Regions from separate parts of the Gossypium hirsutum genome. Here region 1 is linked to region 2. Evidence: chromatin contacts called from public Hi-C data. All regions are on one chromosome and are shown on one strand. Each heading gives the region's core, a stretch centred on a gene start, on an enhancer-like site or on the middle of the called end of the contact. The rest is flanking DNA. Distances are from core to core; before and after follow the strand shown. Region 1 has its middle 7.4 kb from the start of LOC121224686. Region 2 has its middle 14 kb from the start of LOC121224684.

Region 1 (6,092 bases), core at 595-3,094, 180 kb before region 2:
TATGTACTTTATTTTAAGTTTACTACATATTATTATTTTAAACCTATTATGCATTATATTTTTTTTTCATCATGTATTATGTATTCATATTTTTGAACTTATTGTGCATTATTATTCTAAAATTATTATGTATTATTACTTAAAAGTTATACTGTATTATTTTTTTATATTTGTCATATTTTTAATGTATTTCATTTTATTTATAAAATTCTCCTTTATATTTTGTTGTGTTTTTTATTGTTCTTCATACAAATAAAACTCTCATATAATATTATTTTACATTTTCTCATTAACTTACGATAAATTATTGTTACTTCTATAGGTATGGTATTGTTTTTATCATTATATTAACTTTCAATTCAGTTTTTAATATTGTCATTAATATTTGTATAATATGTGATATGACATGGTATTCATGTGTTCTGTATTGCTCACTTGTGTTTATTGATTGTCTGACATTCATTTGTATACGTGTTAGTTTACGAACAATCATTTTGCGTTGTACATTATTATTCAATCGTTTTTTTCGTTCAAAAGATTACGTCTAATATCGTTTAAGTATCAAAATCGTTTTATTCAAAAAAACTTTCAAAATAAAGCAAATACTCGACATTTGGAATCTTCGAAAATTGAGCCCTAACGTATTGGGTTCCAATTCTCTTCATTGAATCTAAATAATCGAGAATATTCTTTAATCAAAACACATCAATAAAAAGCTCATTCTCGGGAATTTGACGCGTTGTGTCCTAACGCATTGGATATGACATGTTTTCTCGAGACGAGAATTTTTCTAACAAATGAAAATAAAGGCAATATTCGATAACTAGGAATTTTGTGAAATCGAACCCTAACTTACTGAGTTTTGATTTTCTCATTTGACCCAAATAATCAAATATCCTTCTCAAAACGTATAGGTTTTAAAAGTTAGGAGATGAACTTGATTTTGAGGATTTGAAATATTGCGCTCTAACTTACTGAGTGAGATAATTCATGAGCCTTATCATCCAATTCATTTTTATTCAAGATAAAAGGATCGTATTTTGAAATCTTTTCAAAGTTCCGACATTAAGACATTAAACAATCGATTCGATACCAATTTTGGGCGGCACGAGGGTGCTAACCCTTTCTCGTACGTAACCGACTCCCGAACCTGTTTTCTCAAAATTCACAGGCCTAAAATTATTTTCAAGGTGATCCGATCACATCTCAATAAAAGATCGGTGGCGACTCCCGTTTTCATTTTAAAAGTTGATCCCCGTTTTTCAAACTTAAAAATGGTTTCGATAGACTGTAAATTTCTTTTTAACTAATACAAAATTAAAATAAAAACATGATTAGAAATATGATCAGCAGAGCATTCTGCTTGGTCGGTTGGGCAGCTTTGTAAAGGCTGGTGACAACTGCCCAAATCTCCCAAGGGCATTCGAGGTCTGGTGGCGAAGAACACTTATTAGACCATATGCTATGCTCCAATGAGATGGAAATTGTAGGCAATGCCAATCCATATAGCCTCATCTGTGCCCAACCATTTATCGTAGGAAGAAGCAGAGCCTATCTAGAATTGTGACTCTGGGTGCATCGTTTTGGCCCAAACCCAAACCTCCAGGTGGGGAGAGTCATCTGGCATCTGTTGTTGTGTAGGTTGATTTCTAAATAATGAATGTGAAAAATAAAAGCTCTAATATCAAGTTATCGTCCGTTTCTTTTGCATTGAATTTACCATTTATATACCCCACAAACAAGACAGAAGCCGTTCCTGCCCCAAAAGGCAATTCAGTGAATTGTCTGATACAAGGTTTGTGTGCCTATAAAAAATCCAGGTGAAGCGATTTTGGATGAGTGGTCGGAGAAAAAAGGACCGATATTGTGGATTCAGGACCACCCTCCCTCTCCATCCGACGCATACAAGAGTAGGGTTAAAAATGTCAACCTAGATGAGCATAGAAGCTGGAGTGGAGTCTCATTAATCATTTTATTTGATTGGTGATGATCCCTAAAAACCATTTTCAAGTTTTCTCAAACGTGCCCCAGAAAGTAATAAATTAATTTAATGAATCGTTAAGTTTTGATTCTCTCAAATCAAGAAAATGGGAAACACAAGTGAAAGTGACATTACTTGCTACACTTATCTGTTGCTGACAGTGAAGTGTTTTGAGAGTGATAAGGGTTCTTTTGTATTTATTTTGCAGCTTTAGCTGATGATTCCATCTTTGATTGTAATGTAAACCCTCATGGTGTCGTCTTTGTTGCTTTATATCCTTTCTCTCAAATCTAAGGGTCATTGTTGCTTTACATATATGCTTTGTTTATTTGTTTTTTACTTAAGTTGTACCAATAATCACATTACTCTTGAATTTGAAGCAAAGCTCTTTCCGTGTTTTTTATTATTATAATATTTGAATTTCTTATTATTCCGCTGTCGACTTTTAAGAACAAATCTAGAATTTGACTTTCGGGTAACGCAACAAAAACCCTACCATTACTTTCAAGTCTTATTTAATTGGTTTATACTATGAAGGAATTTCATTTATACCCAGATTTTTAAAATCTAAATTTCTTTTCTAAATTCCATCTAAATATGTGGTTTCTCAAAATTTATGGTAATTTTATTTAATTTAATACACAATATCAATTGAGTCTTAGTTCGATTGGCATGTGTATTGTTGCCGATGCAGGAGGATATGGGTTTAAGTGCGCTGAAGCGCATTATCCTCCTAGTTATGGATTGATGAGGGGTTATGAGTAGCCTTAAGCAGTCTGCCAAAAAGAACATGGATTATTTTATGTTAATTATTGTAATTAAAAATACAATATTTTAAATATGTTGTGCTATAGAAAGTAATATGTTAAATATGTTGAAAATGCTTTAAATATTTTTTGAAAAATTTTAGTTATAATATGTGAATTGATAAGTTAATATATTTTAATTATATTCAATAATTTAAAATAGGAAATATTATTTTATGTTAATTACTGTAATTAAAAATACAATGTTTTAAAAAGTAATTAAATTTAAAACATGTAAAATCACATGCGTTGCATAATATATATAAAAGTAAGAATTTGAAGAAATTTGTAAACCGTTGGGAATACCTTTTATTTTCTATCATAGTACTCAATTTACATTTAAAATTAATTATAATAAACATAAAAAGTTGAAAAAAATCGACTATGGTAATTTTTTTAAAAGGAGATTACGGTAGTTATATTAAAAATTTATGATAATTCTAATATAATTAAAAAGTTGCAAAAAGAAATAAATTACAGAAATTATATTAGAAAAAGTTGAGATAATTATAATATAATTTAGATTTAGATTTATCAGTTAAAAATTGTATATGGTAGGTTTTTTTTATTAAAAAAATGGTGATAATTCTAATATAATTTAGGTTTATTAGTTAAAAAAATAAAAAAGCAGTATACAAAATAGTTTTTAAAGGTTATATAATTAAACTTTATTTACTTAAATTAGAGTTATAACTTGAAAAAAGAATTAAATATAAAAATTATCTATTAGTTAGAGTTATATATAAATTAAAATTTAAGTTTATGTTTATAATAGTTAAGCCTATTTAGAGAGCCACTTAGCAAACCGTCCGTTATTTTCACAAGAAAATTATGAATCCTTTCGGCCACAAAATTTTTTAGTGGAAATTTGTTTTACTTTTTTTTATTTGATTAAGCATAGTTTTAAAATTTTAGGTTTACAATTTGACTACCAAACTTAACAAATTCAACTAAGATTTATTATTTATCTAATTTAATATTTATATTTAAGTATTTTAGTGTGTTGGTTTCACTCTTAACCGAGTGATTAGTTTAACTACGAAACTATAGAAATATATCTTTTTTAAATTAAATTTAAAATTATTATGATTACACTTTTGTCTTTTCATACTTTTATATTATATGTAGATAAAAGTTTTAAAAATTACAAATTCAAGAATCAAACACTTGTTTAATAATATGAAAATACAAGTTCATTACCACTCCATCAATATTTATAATTTAATAAATTTTAAAATAAAATATATTTAATTTGTTACTTTAAAAGAAAATTATATAAGATATTTTCTTTCACTGACATTGTAGGTGTGACAAAATCTAATTACTTTTAATATGTTTTTCATACATAGTTATATTAATATTTTGATTTATTAAAAACAAATTATAATAGAATTATATAATTTTGATAAAAAAATAATATAAAATAGGACATACTACAAAAGAATACAAACATTGTGTTTTTATTATAATATGAAAATTCAAAATTTATATAGTATGAATTATTAACATATAAAATCTATGTCATGTCCTGAAATATAAGGGTTAATTAAAATGGTTAAACAAGAAATGAATTAGGCTTAATGGTTAAGTGTTAGAGAGTTCTCCCTAGAGACCCAGGTTTGAGCTCACTTCCTCTCAATTTTTTTTTTAAATTTTCGACAACCTAGGGTAAAGCCATACCTCAAAATATATACGGTTAGAAATTAGGATTAGAAAAGCAATGAACTATAGTCTTAACGGTTAAGTGATGAGTGCATCCATCTTAGAAGTCTTAGGTTTGAGCCCTTTTTTCCCTTTAATTTTTTCTTTTAAATTCGACAACTTTGAGTAAATTGCCTATGTTGCCCCTAGGGTTTGCCAACCCTAGGTATATAATTAATTTTATTTCCTAAATGGTCTTCACTTTTCCCTTATCAAAATCCTAATAGAATTATCCTTTCAATCTTCTTTTTCTTTTCTTTCCCCTTATTCTTGCACAAAAATTTTCAATATTTGGATTGTTAATTATTTTTCTTTCCCCTACCGAATCGCTCCTCCGTTCCTTTAATTCCTATCGGTGCTTAAATTTGTCATCATTATCAATCGTTACCTTTGCCAAGAATCAATAAGTGCATTCGTTTCAATGATTAGATCTCGTATTTCCATAATGTCATCATTCCACGCTAATTTTTCAATTCAATTAATCAATTTTTTGATTTTGTCAAATCTTTGATAATCTTGCCAAAATCTTAATACCAACAATTAATTCGTGTGAAATTGTTGTTCGAATGACCAGATTTAGATGAACCGGATCAGACTTGATCGTGGTGAAAGGTGTGTGTTCTTTACCAAGTGAATAGGTGGAAAATCATGTGAAGTTCAGGGCCACACGGTCTTCCACACGGGCATGTAGACCACACAACCATGTGCCCTATAAATCTTTGGCTAGTTCGTGAACCACATGGCCACAGCTTTTCCACACCGTCGTGTCCCTCATATGGGGTAACTTTAGCCTGTGTTACACGATCGTGTACCCCTCCCACACGGTCTTAGCCTTCTAAAACGGCCTGACCACACAACTGTGTGACCCCCTTTTTATAGTTTTTCCTAGAAATTTATGATATGTTCAGTTTAGTCCCTATATAGTCCCCAAATTATTTTTAGAGTTTTGTTTCACTTAATTGACTCCATGATATTATGTATATGTTGGAATCTGTAATCTGATTGACTGAATTATTACTGTTATATGTATGATATGTGAATGATACATGCCTACTGCCACTGTATTTTTTTATAAACTGGTACTGTTATTTCTGCCACTGTATTATTGATTGCATGTTCAACATGTCTACTATTACTGTTGAACCGAATACATGTTAAGCATGCTACTATTTTATACTGTTCTATTACAAACATGACATATTGTATTGTTTGGGTTGGGACAATATGAACGAAGGAAGTACTGAAAGTTTAATAATCTACAAACACTTGTGGTTCATCCACAACTTACTAGTAGCTTGTCTGCAAAATTTTTATTTGAAAAAACTAGTGGTTTATCCACAATGCGGTGTGTAAGGATGGATGAGTCCCGGGGAACTTTTACTGTGGTGTGTAGTGGAGTTGGGTAGGATCTCTTTTGATAAATTGAAATTGCATTCCCATCATAAGCATTTACATGCAAAACTGTGAAATCTGAGATATTATATTGATGAGTTGATCCGAAAAATCGATACTCTAATTTTCTATTCGATTGTGATTCTTCTATGAGTTGTTATTTCGTATGTTTTGTCTATTGTCATGCACTAATTTCCTTGTGATAGGACTCA
Region 2 (5,914 bases), core at 2,159-4,658:
GTTCAAAATTATCCAAACTCGACAAAAACAAATAGTACTGAACAACAGACAGCAATTGGATCTTCGAATGTTCCGATTACATCTGAGGATCCTACAGAAGTTCAAAGTAATTTTACATTTAATTTACATGCGTGTTGACTTATAGTTGATTTATTTTTCAAATTCTTATATTATAATATACCATTTGTAGCTGAAAATGGTGGGATGCGCAGAGGTCGAGGACGTACGCTACTTAGAGAGTTATACGAGTTAGATCCAGTCAAGCGTGTCAAAGTTGTACGAAACAGTTTTGGTCAGCCTGTTGGATCAGAAGCTCGACTTTTAGCAGGATACATGGGCATTTTAGCACGAAATCTGAATATGTTTCCTATCAACTACGAGTCATGGCATCAAATGCCCGATAGCAACAAAAACCAAGCCCTCGATAATATTAAGGTAAAAAAATGTTAATGTCATCTGTAATGCTTGGGACATAGTTTCATTTATATTTACTTTATTAACTCTAGTTTTTTGTTTTTTGTAGGCGAGGTTTGCTTTAGAGGTCTCGGATGCTTATGTAAAGAAGGCATTGAGAAAAAGATGGAGAGACAATAAAAGTACTTTGAAGAAAAATTATTATAAGACAAAAACAACCCTCGATGAGAAATTGCAAAATGTCCCGCTGGGTATGTTGAGGTACCAATAGGAAGATGCGGTTAGATTTTGGCATTCGAAGAAAGGCGAGGTATGACGTACTTCCAAACTATTGTAATTACTTTGGTTTATAGTATTTTCTATTTAAGTACTAAAAAATTCATAACGTAGGATCGTGAACAAGTTGGAAAAAGCAGCAAGCAGAAACAAAAATTTACCCACACAGCCGGGTCGAGAAGTTTTGCATGTGTAACTGAGGCGGAGGTAATTTTAATTTTTTTAATATTGTCAAATATGTATAACTTTCTATTAAATAATATTTTTACTACTATATTGTAGGAACTGTCGTCCGGTCAAAAAGTTGGACGCCTTCAACTTTTTGAAATTACACATAGGAAGAAAGATGGATCTCCCATGACTCCTGAAGCTGGTGAAATCGATTTGACTTGTTTTAGTTATTTATAGTGTTTATTTTTTAATGGTTTAATTCATTGCTTGTAATGCGACTGTTGTTATGTTGCATATGTTTTTTAATATATATTGCGTTCGTAATTATGTGATTTATTTATTAGGAAAAACTAAAGGATAAAAAGGCGAAGTACGAAGCGATTGCTTCTAGTGATAGTTCTGTTCATCTTGAAGACATTGATAACCGAATTATTACTGAATTTTTGGGTCCTGAAAGGTATGGTCGGGTTCAATTTCAAGGATCTTTCGTTAGCCCAACCCAATATTTTAGATCCAGCTCTCAGCAATACATGGCTTCGGGGAGTCAGGCTCAAGCTGAAGTTCAGAGGTTAAAAGACCAGATGACTCAGATGCAAGCGACCACAGGTGAGGTTCAAAGGAAATATGAAGAACTCCAGCTACAACTTAAAACAGACGCAGCAGCGAGGGAAGCAGAGGCTGCAGCGAGAGAAGCAGAGGTTCAAAAGAAATATGAAGAACTCCAGCTATGACTTAAAGCTGATGCGGTATCGAGAGAAGCAGAACAGAGCAGAAAGTACGATGAACTCCAGCAGCAGCTTCAGAGTATGATAAAGATGTTTCAGTCGCAACTCCCGCCGTCATAGTGTATTGCATAAATATTTTTATCATTTTAACTTTTAACATTTTTGCAAAAATAATATGAATTCACTTTTATTTATTGATATTAATATTATTTTATTCGTTTAATTTGAAATATTATATAAATTTATTGCTTTTAGCTGGTTTAGATCTGGTAGCTTTTGATTTGTTGCTACAGGAGGGCTGAAAAAATGAAAAATTTAATATAAAAAAAATCTCAAAAATAGTGGCGTTTTTGTACAAAAGCGCCGCTAAAGAACATGTTCTTTAGCGGCGTTTGTGAAAAAAGCGTCGCTAAAGATCATATTCTTTAGCGGCGTTTTTATACAAAGCGCCGTTAAAGAACATGTTCTTTAGCGGCGCTTAATAAAAAACGCCACTAAAGATCATGTTCTTTAGCGGCGCTTATATAAAAACGCCGCTAAAGACCATGTTTAAGATAAAAGGGATGATTTTTTAGATAGTCCTCTTTTCATTTATTTTGTAGTCTAAGTTAGAAGTATTTCAAAAAGAATGGAGTATTAAGTAATATTCACATTGGAGAGAGATGGAATATTTAGTAATTATTAGGTAATTTTATACTGTTTATATTTATATTTTATTCAAATTATTTTTAAAATTTAAGGAATCAAAAATCAAATTATGATGTTTAATTAATTATGTTGTGACAAAATTAAAACATCTCAAATAAGTTGGCAAACAATAACCGATGTTAATTGATGATGATGGATTGAAGAAAATACCTTGATCAAAAAGAGGATAGATTGAAGAAGATCAAAATTAACATTTAAATCTTTTTCTAATATTATTAGTAACTATTTTGTAATTATATTTTATTTTAAAATTTTTAGAAAGCTGAATTTTTGTTAGCCTAAATATAACATTAATTTAATTGTTTTTAGGAAACTAAATTTATTTTAATTTGTCTTTAATTTATTACATATTATAATATATAATTAGATGATCTAATATAAATAGTTATTTCACTTATAAAAAGAAAACTAATATAAAATTTAAAAAAATTATTATAGTAATCTCACCCCTATTAGGTAAAGTTGATTTGAATGTGATCCATAAATTTTAATTTAATTTTATTTTATTCAACTTTAATTTATTTTTAATTAATTTTTATTTTGAATTACAAAATAAAACATTAAAAACTAGTTTTTAATATTGAAAATAAAATATTGAAATGAATTGTTTGAAGTTAAATTGATAATTTTTAATACATTAAAATTATAATAATAAAAAATTGTTGAATAATCTCATTATAGATTCTGGTCATATTTGCTCTTTTTTTACACAATGCCTAGAACTATTCATAGCTCTTCCCCAACCCATAAATAGAAGGATAATACGCTTCAGCGCACTTGAACCCATGTCCTCTTTTATTGACAATATTGTTCATGTCAATCGAGTTAAGGCTCAATCGACTAAAATCATAATATTAAATTAACTTTTTATATACATCTTGAATTACACTTATATCATAATTTAAATTATTTAATTTATAAATGAGTAATACGATATGATGACGTGAATCAGATGGAACAATCAGCCAGCTTGCAAATAAGGAAAGAGTATCCTTACCGTGTAATTTAGGGGATATTTCTAGGAATTTTGATTCCAATCCCAATTATAAACGACACCACTAATGGGGGGAATTTTCGGGATTTCATGGAAACATTATGACTAGTGTTGGGCCGAGAGGTGTTGCGATCAATGCGGTTGGGCTCATGGAGTTAGGGTCAGATGGTGAGGATAGGCCAATTCAAATGGATGATGGGAAAAAACGAAAAAGAACTGTTTGTAGCACATACATTATTTTAGCTCTAAAAAATATAGGTGCGTTGCTTGGCAATGAAGATATATCGACTGGCTCTACAAGGCAAGGCAGTCGAGCACAATGAAAACCTTTAGCTGGAACGTTCGTAGGTTAGGGAAGCCACGGACAGTTCATTGTCTCAGGAATAAGGTGAGAAAGGTTCGTCCCCAAATCTTGTTTCTAATGGAAACAAAAATTAGTGTACAAAGAATGGAAGGTATTAGACGGAAATGTGGCTTTCACCATGGTATTGATGTGGGAACCGAGGGTTCGAAGGGTGGATTGTCGTTACGTTGGAGACATCATGATGTAGTGACTTTACATAGTTATTCACAACATCACATAGATGTTGTAATACAAGATGCTGAATAAGGATTTTTATGGCGTTTTACCGATTTCTATGGGCATTGCGAAGAACATCTTAGATCAAGAACTTAGGAGCTACTTCGGCAGTTGGGCCAGGACTAAAGTTTACCGTGGCTTGTTGTAGGTGATTTTAATGAGATTACTTATTCCTTTGAGAAACAAGACGGTTGTAACTAGGTAGAAAAGAAAATGGAAGCTTTCCAATCAGTGTTACTTGATTGTGATCTCAGTGACTTGGGCTTTATAGGGCGATGGTTCACTTGGGAACAAGGCTGATTTGTCGCAACCAATATTCGGGAAAGGCTATATCACGGGGTTGCAAACTCGACATAGTGGAATTGTTTTTTAGAATTCTTCGTTACTGATTTGAGCCATTCTATCTCTGACTATTGTCCACTTATGGTGGATACGAGAGGGAGATGTAAAATAAGGCAAGGGCGTGGGAGGAAAAATTTTAAATTTAATGTCGAATGGTTTTTGTAAGATTCTTGTGAGAAAGTAATCTGGGATTATTAGGAGTTGGTCACGGAGATAGTGCATATGAAGCTTGAGCGTTTGGGGCAAAAACTTGTCAATTAGAGTCACACTATTCGGAAGGATCGATAGGCCCATAAGAAAGGGTATGGTGACAGATTGAATGAGCTATATGCAAAAGACCCGGATGATGATACCCTTGTTAAGCTGATGGAAGTTCAACTTGGGTTGAACCTAGAGGCTGATAAAGAGGAGATATTTTGGGAGCAACGGGCACGGATCAATTGGCTCTCCAACAGTGATCGTAATACTATTTTTTTCCACAAGATGGTCAATGAAAGAAGGCAGAGAAATGCTATATGAGGTTGAGAGGATGATGAGGGGCGTTGGGTTTCTGACGAAGATGGGATAATGAACCTAGCCTCTGGCTATTTTCGAGGATTGTTCACAACCTCGAAAGCAGGATATGCTTCACGAATTTTTGATAATGTGGAAAAGAAAATTTCGGATAAGATGAATGACAAACTATTGCAGCCTTTTTGGAAGAGGAGATTTGGATGGCGATCAAAGATATGGCTCCTCTTAAAGCACCAAGCATTGATGGCTTCCCGACCTTGTTTTATCAATGATATTGGCACATTTTGGGGAAGGACATCACGTCCTATTGCCTTGTTGTGCTTTGGGTCGAAATAACGTTGGAAGGCACAAAACACATAGTTTTAATCCCAAAGGTTAGTAAGCCATGAACTATCATGCAATTTCGTTCTATTAGCCTTTGTAATGTGTTATATAAAATCGTTGCTAAAGTGTTAATTAACAGAATGAGTGGCTTATTAACACACTGTGTCAATGAGGCACAAGGGGCTTTCATACCTAGAAGGCAAATCTCTAACAATGTTTTAGTTGCATATGAGATTTTGCATTTGCTTAAAATCAGAAAATGGGGCAAGAGAGGGAACTTTGCTCTTAAACTGGATATGAGCAAAGCTTACGACCGGGTAGAGTGAGATTTTTTGGCTGGGATGATGATTCATTGGGCTTTCATAGAGACTGGGTTACTTTAATTATGAGGTGTGTGGCTTCGATTTCTTATACAGTCAGAATCAGTAGGGGGTCTTAGTGCAAGTTTTACTCTGTCGAGAGGTTTACATCAAGGTGATCCCCCTCAGTCCTTACTTATTTTGCTGTGTGCAGAAGGGTTTTTAGCAATTTAGGTTTGATTTTATGTTGCATGCATTAAGTCATAAATATTAATTAGGCTATTAGATTATTATTATTTGATGAACCCGATTTTAATAAAAACGTAAGTAATTGCCATCTTTTTCGTTGTTAGAAAATAAATAAAACTTAAGGAATAATAAATCATGTATTTAACTAAGTTTTCTAAACAAATTAAACAAGATGTTTTAAAGAGGAATTATTTTCAAAAACTCTGATAGCTTACTGGGCCACTAAAGTGGCTAATGTAATCTTTCAAACTTGGGTCTAACGTCTAGGCCGGATTGGGGAGGTTACAAAAACAAACAAACTTGCATGTTTATTGTACAA

The links. Hi-C and Micro-C count contacts between places; a contact is called where the count stands out from the background.
Region 1: a contact with region 2 is called in a Hi-C map of leaf, with 2.9 times the contacts expected there. The contact joins two enhancer-like sites. A contact is called at or near these places in 5 of 34 Hi-C or Micro-C datasets (callus, fibers and leaf).

Annotation. Positions count from the first base shown.
Region 1 is chrD12:12,787,708-12,793,799 of Gossypium_hirsutum_v2.1, reverse strand. No RefSeq gene overlaps it. Among protein-coding and RNA genes, the nearest start is that of LOC121224686, 7.4 kb to the left of the region's middle. Within about 2 kb of position 1,844, at least 3 of the 9 cell types and tissues checked have an H3K27ac peak or open chromatin away from gene starts, as enhancers often do. A contact at or near this core is called in leaf, where this site is marked.
Region 2 is chrD12:12,609,560-12,615,473 of Gossypium_hirsutum_v2.1, reverse strand. No RefSeq gene overlaps it. Among protein-coding and RNA genes, the nearest start is that of LOC121224684, 14 kb to the right of the region's middle. Within about 2 kb of position 3,408, at least 5 of the 9 cell types and tissues checked have an H3K27ac peak or open chromatin away from gene starts, as enhancers often do. A contact at or near this core is called in leaf, where this site is marked.